2 separate regions of the Mus musculus genome follow, and region 1 is linked to region 2. A link is a contact called in public HiChIP or PLAC-seq data. All regions are on one chromosome and are shown on one strand. Each heading gives the region's core, a stretch centred on a gene start, on an enhancer-like site or on the middle of the called end of the contact. The rest is flanking DNA. Distances are from core to core; before and after follow the strand shown. Region 1 has its middle 60 kb from the start of Gm23274. Region 2 has its middle 140 kb from the start of St18.

Region 1 (3,288 bases), core at 618-3,117, 340 kb after region 2:
GCAGGAGATAGGAACCATTTTGGTCTAATTTGTAACATATATGCACATTAGAGCATGGGAAATAAATCCAGCTGAAATTGAAGGGCCTCACCTTCAGTGAAATTCACCTCAATGAAATTCTTATGAGTTCAGTAGTGTGGGACATGCAGAAATATCCCTTCTAAGGTAAAGGATAAATTATTGCAATTAGCTCCTACCACGACCAAGAAAGACTTGTGTTAAGTGAGTCTATTTGAAATCTGGAGAGATGTATGATTGGACCAGAGCAGGTCACGAAGTTATGAGTAAGTTACATGAACAAGTTGCCTGAATGCCTATGGTTTCTACTTCTATCATAGCGCCATCTGGTGGCAGTAATACATAGGGTGCAGAAGCCAGAGAAGGGGATTGATTATTGGCTTGCTTATCATGGCTTACTCAGCCTGCTTTCTTTTCTGCCCTTTTAAAATATTCATTCTTCTCTTATACATTACATCGTAACTAAACTTTCTTCCCTGTCCATTCCTCCCAATCCCCTCTGTCCTCATTCTCTCTCCCTCAGATCCATTCCTCTTCCATTTCCCTTCAGAAAAGAACAGGCATCCCAAGGATATCAACTGATCATGACATAACAAGTTCAAATAAAACTTGGCACAAATCCTTATCTCAAGGCTGGACAAGGCAATCCACTTAATTGATTACGTAGGAAGTGTGTTCTTTTGGTGTCCTTTTCCTCTCTGGCTCATACAACCCCACCCCCATCTCCACCCCCTTCTGCTGTGTTCCCTGAGCTCTGCCTAATGTTTGGCTATGGGTCCCTACATTTGCTTATATCAGTTGCTGGATTAACTCTCTCTGATGATGTTTGGGCTAGGCTAAGTATAGCAAAATATCATTAGGAATTTTATTTTTCTTTTGTCAGTTGCGTTTGATTCTATCTTTAGTCTCTGTGCTATCCAGCTTCTGGTTCCAGGCTATCCAGATACTGTGAGGCATGGGTTACCTCTTGTGGTGTTGACCAGTCGTCATTGGCTGGGCACATCCAAAAGCCCTGCTTCACCATTGTTTCAGTGCATCTTGCAGGCGGGGAAGGAGTGGGTCATAGATTTTAGGGCTGGGTTACTGTCCCAGTCCTACCAGTAGGAGTCTAGCCTGTTTACAGAAGACAGTTGGTTCAGGCTCTGCATTGTCTATTACTAGGAGCCTGGCCCAAGGTCACTATTAGTATAGGGAATCTATTCTTTCCATTTGAAAACTCCAACACACACTCAAAATTACTGATGTATCTATCTTATCACTTGGAAATAACTCTCATACTCCCTAAGAACCAAATAAAATGAAAACCTTTACACTTTTATGGACATAAGGTTAGAAACAAGGAGAAATAGCTCTTTTCTCTCTTTGAGACATCCCACATTTCTACCTGTCTGTCTTCCCCTTTCCTAGATGTCCTATGCCTCCATCTGTCCCCTCCTCCTTGACAGTCTTGCCTGCTTCTAATCACAGCTCCAAACTTTCCCCTTGCACTTTCTGCTTTCGGGCCATTCAAACTTCTGCCACAGATCTGTAGGAACACCGTGGCTGACTGCTGGGCACTTTGCACCCCGCCCAACCCTAATCCTCAACAGCAAATTACCTCTGGCTAGCCCTGTTCCTACAGTGAGTGAGAGTGCACTGTCAGTACAGCCAGCCCTGCCCTACAACAGGTGTTGCGCTGCGATCTGAGTAAAGCCTTGTGCTCCACCGCCGGTGGCTTGAAACCTCCACAGGCATAGCAGTAACTGTGTGGCCACTTCTCTTCCTCTGAGGCACTGGAGCTACAGATCACACCTCTCAGGCCAGATCATTTTGAGCTATCAATGCAGGCCACGCCCACATCCCTCTTTCCAATCTCCATGACCATGGCCAGTCAGGTCCCTTGCTGCTATAAAATGCCCCACTGCCACCTTCAGTTGTTAACAGCAACCGCCTGCTTTTACCGCCAGCTCTGAAACCAGATTGCTTCCTTTTCCGATTCCCTCTCCAAACCTGAATTCCTCTCCAAGTCTCTGGTGCTCGATAAGCAAGGTGGGTTCTGCCTCTCCAACCGCCCTTAGCAAAGTTACCCAAACAAATCTTCCACCTATCTCCTCTGCTGTTTTGGCCCTTTCCTGCCACTCTCCACTTTCCTCAGTCCCGAAGCCCCACCCCTTCCGACTGCTCGGGGAGTTTGTTCAGATTGCATCAATCTGCACAACCTCCTCCTCTCTCTCTTGCTGCTGCCACTCAAAAGGCTCACTGTGGCTGCCACTCAAAAGGATCACTGTAGTCCCTGCTGTCCCTGCCCACCCTATCTGCAACTCCTTGTCAATGTCTCCTTTAGAATCTGACGGCAGCTCCCCTTCTTTCAGTCGTTTCCATACTCATTTTTGTGAGAGACTGCCTTTGCCCCAATTCTAACCCTTGGGAAAGTGACTGGCGTGGATAGGTCTGTTCCTTTCCTGTGTCCTGTTCTCTTTTGATGAATTTGCCCTATAGCATTACCTTCTTTGTCCTCTATATACTCCTTTCTATTAACCTCCTCCTCCTCCTCCTCCTCCTCCCCCTCCTCCTCCTCCTCCTCCTCCTCCTCCTCCTCCTCCTCCTCCTCCAGGAACCTGGGACAAAGGACTGCTGTGCATATTTTACATATCAAAGCAGACCTGGCCTCCAGGTTCTTCCTTCAAGGCCGGCCTCTACTTAGCACACCCTGCCCCCAACTCAGAACTTTCCAGCCCAAGGGCTAGGCTGCCCTTTCCTCTGAGGCTCCTCCCTATAAAATCTAGACATTCAGGGCGCTTGCACTCCCTCCCCCTCCTTTCTCTTCCCCTCCTCCCTCTTCCCTCCTCTTTCTCCTCTCTTCTCTTTTTTCTGAGTTCACACTCTTTCTCTCCTTCTCTCTCCCTCCCCTCCTCCTCTTCCCCATGGCGACTTCTTTGGCCTTGGTCTTTGGAGCCAGGGAACAGCTTCCCAATAAACCTACCTTTAATATAATCTAATTAGGTTTAAATTGGTTCATTTCACAGGCTTCAAAGAAATAACCTGTCAGTGTGTTTGGGAAAAAGCTTATGACCATACAACTCACCCCATAGGAGCTGCAGCAGTTCCTGATGTAGATTCTACTGAAATTGTAACAACAGACATAACTGCCAGGACAGAGACTGGATCATCACTTGTCTCCTCCCTGACCTGAGGGAGGAGACAAAAAGCTGTGTAAAGATTGTATTTCAACCTTGCAAATGCTAATTCCTATACATGGCAGACTTTGGTATTGTTATTTTTATGTAGCAT
Region 2 (3,204 bases), core at 685-3,184:
ACAGGCTGAGACTCCTAGGGTCAGGGAGAGAGGAAGTATGGATTGGGGGGAGTTCAAGTATCCTGCCTGATGACTCTTTCTCTCTTCTGTTGCTCCTAGGGTATGTGTACCCCTTCTGGGTTGGGGATTTGGTCTCTGCTTCTAACCATGAGTACAAAACAACTTCAGTAGGATCCCTTACCTCTGTGCTTGGCCACTGGAATCTCTGGGTTTGGTGTATGGGCATGGAGCTAATTTGGTTTGGCTAGGGTTATAGTTGGGGACCCCAAGCCTCCCCTTTCTTTGTGGTATAATGAAGGAAAGAAATTCACTGCAGATGAAGAGAAATGGCCTACTTCTCAGGAAAATGGAAACTTAACTGATGGGAACGAAAGAAGTAGGGAGGAGGAAAGAAGAAATGGAGTCATGGTCACCTCTAGTTGTAGGGAGCCATAGTTTCACAACACCCCTTGGTCAGGCTGCTATTGTATCTGCCAGGGGAGCAGTGTGGGGTGTTTATGTCCCCACTGCAGGCCACCTTGTGGCAGGCTAGCTTCTTTCTTCCTTGCCTATGGGGTCCTCAGAGCTCCTCTGTGTCATTTACTCCTCCTCTCTGGGCAACACTCTGAGCTGTCCCTGACTCATCTCCTAGCTTGGTTTCCTTCCCTCCTATCACTCTTTCCTCCTATTACCTTCACAGGACTTCTGGCCTGTGTCTGGAGGACACATCTAAGATGCCAAGGGATACAAAGAGCACCAGAGGGAGGAGCTTGTGTGAAACTCTCATTCATGTAGATGTAGATGTAGATGTAGATGTTGATGTATATGTTGACGTATATGTTGATGTATATCATGTATATGTATATGATGTATATGTATATTTATATGTATATACACAAACAAAAAAAACCACCTCAGTGAAATATCTGATGTCTTAGAGATAGAGAACAAATACAACTGTATAAATACAGTTTTTACTCTTCAGCTTAAAGATCTTGGCATCAATCAGAGCCTGAAAAATATTACAGCCTCAGCCACGTTAGCTAATGTTACATAGATTTAGGAAAACAAATTGGCCAAGGCTCAGGTTTTCAAAACTGCTATGCAATAATTGAATGCTAATTTCTCCACTGCAGTTCCATTTGGACCTGGCACTGAGCAGTGAGTAAATCAACTTTGCAGTGGCTTTTTCAGTCTTATCCGCTGACTGAATTATGCACTTTCCCCTGGTGCTCTCAATTTCAAAACTCATTTTCTATCATAGTGAGTATCATTTTTCTGAGCATCCTTTCATAAGTTTGAGACAATTTCTATATGATCCCTCCACCTGAGTTAGTCAGGACACACAGTGTGAAGAACTTTATGTCAACATAGGTCTGTGGAGAGGGCTTATTAAGGTAGAGAAGGGGGTTCACACATATATCCTAAGCTGTGACAATGCCCTGGCTATGATATCTTCTAAAAGTCATTTTAATTGGTATCCCCTTTGGTTCAATTGTTCTTTTTTAATCAAGATACATGATGACCTAACCAACAATTAGTCTTGTTTGTTCTCTGGAGTAATTTATCAGAGCCATGATTGACTTATATGAAGTTAATATCTACTCATCTGTTTAGTGCACCTACCAGTACTGGCTCTATAGTGTCCTTGAATCATCTCTCACCTGTTTGAAGCTTTTTCTGAAAACCTCTCATAATAAAAGTTTGCCTCTATTGGCTTAGAGACATCCACACAAAGCAGACAAAAGCAAAACATTCCATTATAATACACCTTGTACCATCCAACAGGATAGACATGACCACCCCATGAGTAACCCTTTTCATGTTCCCTGTGGAGTGCTCTTCTGAGCCAGAATTCATCCCTATAGCTCAGGAAGCCTGGGGTGCAGTCCCCTGGTTTCAGGACAAAGGCTATTCTGCTCAGGAGTAGCACTGGGACCAGGGCCCTCTCCAGGCTGCTTCCCTTCATATGCTAAATGCTTAACCCTCTGTGTGACTCAGGCTCCTGGGACTAACTGCCACAGAGTAAACTACCGGACTGCAACTTCATTTCCTTGTTGCAGATCAGCCACAAGTAAGACTTCTTGTGCATCCTCTGCAGGAATTGATGGTGTCTTCTCCGTGTGTGTGTGTGTGTGTGTGTGTGTGTGTGTGTGTCTGTCCTAATAACTTCTTAGTAAGACAGGACTTTAGTAAATATGACCCATCCACACCTCAATTTACCTTTCTAAGGACTTTATCCCAAATACAGTCATTCTGAGGTATCAAGGTTTGTAGCTCCAACATGGGAGCTGGGGAAAAGAAAAATGTCATCCTTTAGTAATTGCTAAGGAAGCTGCAACGATGGTGGGTTACCAGGTCCATTCAAAACTGAAAAATGCTTTCATCTATTTTACTATTTCTTCTTCTGAGTGTGCATGTCCAGACTTCTCAGAGCCATTGATTTCATGTCTTTTCCCAGATACAATTGGCCACATGTACATGAAAGTCCTCAACACCTTTAATCACCAAAGAGATCGAACATTAAAATCACAATGAGCTATGAGCTCACACCTGTTAGAATGGCCAACATCATGAAGACATAAGATAGTTATTATGGAGGAGGATGAGTAGCTTTTGTGAACTATGGGTGAAAATATAAATTAGTGCAGCCACATTTAAAAACAGTATGAAACTTCTTCAAATACACCAAAGTAGAAGAACTGTGAGACCCAGAAATTCTGCTGTGAGCCACTGAGTCAGTCTGTCAGTCACTTTCCTCACACTGTGGCCAAAATATCAGACAGGATCAGGGAGGGAAGGGTTTGCACCTTTATAAGATTAGATTCATCATGGCAGGAGATGCAGTCTGTTTCTTGAAAGTGGGAACTATGACAGCTTGCTGCTTGTGTCCAACCAAGAAACAGAGTGCTCAGACTGGAAGTAGGACCAAACAATTGTGTAAATCTCCTCATCCCACCATAACCCATTTCTTCAACTAGACCCCACGTCTAGGGACCAAGTGCTCAGGCATAAAAGCCCATGGGGGATATTATAGACCACAGCAGTATCTATACAAAGAAACTGGAGCCAGTGCAAATAGAAGACCACGAAAATGGTTCCTTCTAAGCACAGCAAGACTGACACACATATGGACTCACAGAGGCTGTGACAGCATGCACATGGCCTGTACCGGTCCAAACCAGATGAAAGGGGGAGTGGACAGGACCTCCCATGCCTAATATA

The links. HiChIP or PLAC-seq counts read pairs in DNA pulled down with a chosen protein or histone mark.
Region 1: an H3K27ac HiChIP or PLAC-seq map of epiblast stem cells shows a contact between it and region 2, with 4 times the contacts expected there. The contact joins two enhancer-like sites. A contact is called at or near these places in 5 of 484 Hi-C or Micro-C datasets (B cells, the C10 cell line, cerebellar granule neurons and 2 more), 2 of 115 datasets of contacts at active chromatin or transcription factors (epiblast stem cells and large pre-B cells) and 1 of 9 other capture datasets (embryonic stem cells).

The regions. Positions count from the first base shown.
Region 1 is chr1:7,204,609-7,207,896 of GRCm38.p6, forward strand. No RefSeq gene overlaps it. Among named protein-coding and RNA genes, the nearest start is that of Gm23274, 60 kb to the right of the region's middle. Within about 2 kb of position 1,868, at least 98 of the 459 cell types and tissues checked have an H3K27ac peak or open chromatin away from gene starts, as enhancers often do. A contact at or near this core is called in epiblast stem cells, where this site is marked.
Region 2 is chr1:6,868,652-6,871,855 of GRCm38.p6, forward strand. No RefSeq gene overlaps it. Among named protein-coding and RNA genes, the nearest start is that of St18, 140 kb to the left of the region's middle. Within about 2 kb of position 1,935, at least 6 of the 459 cell types and tissues checked have an H3K27ac peak or open chromatin away from gene starts, as enhancers often do. A contact at or near this core is called in epiblast stem cells, where this site is marked.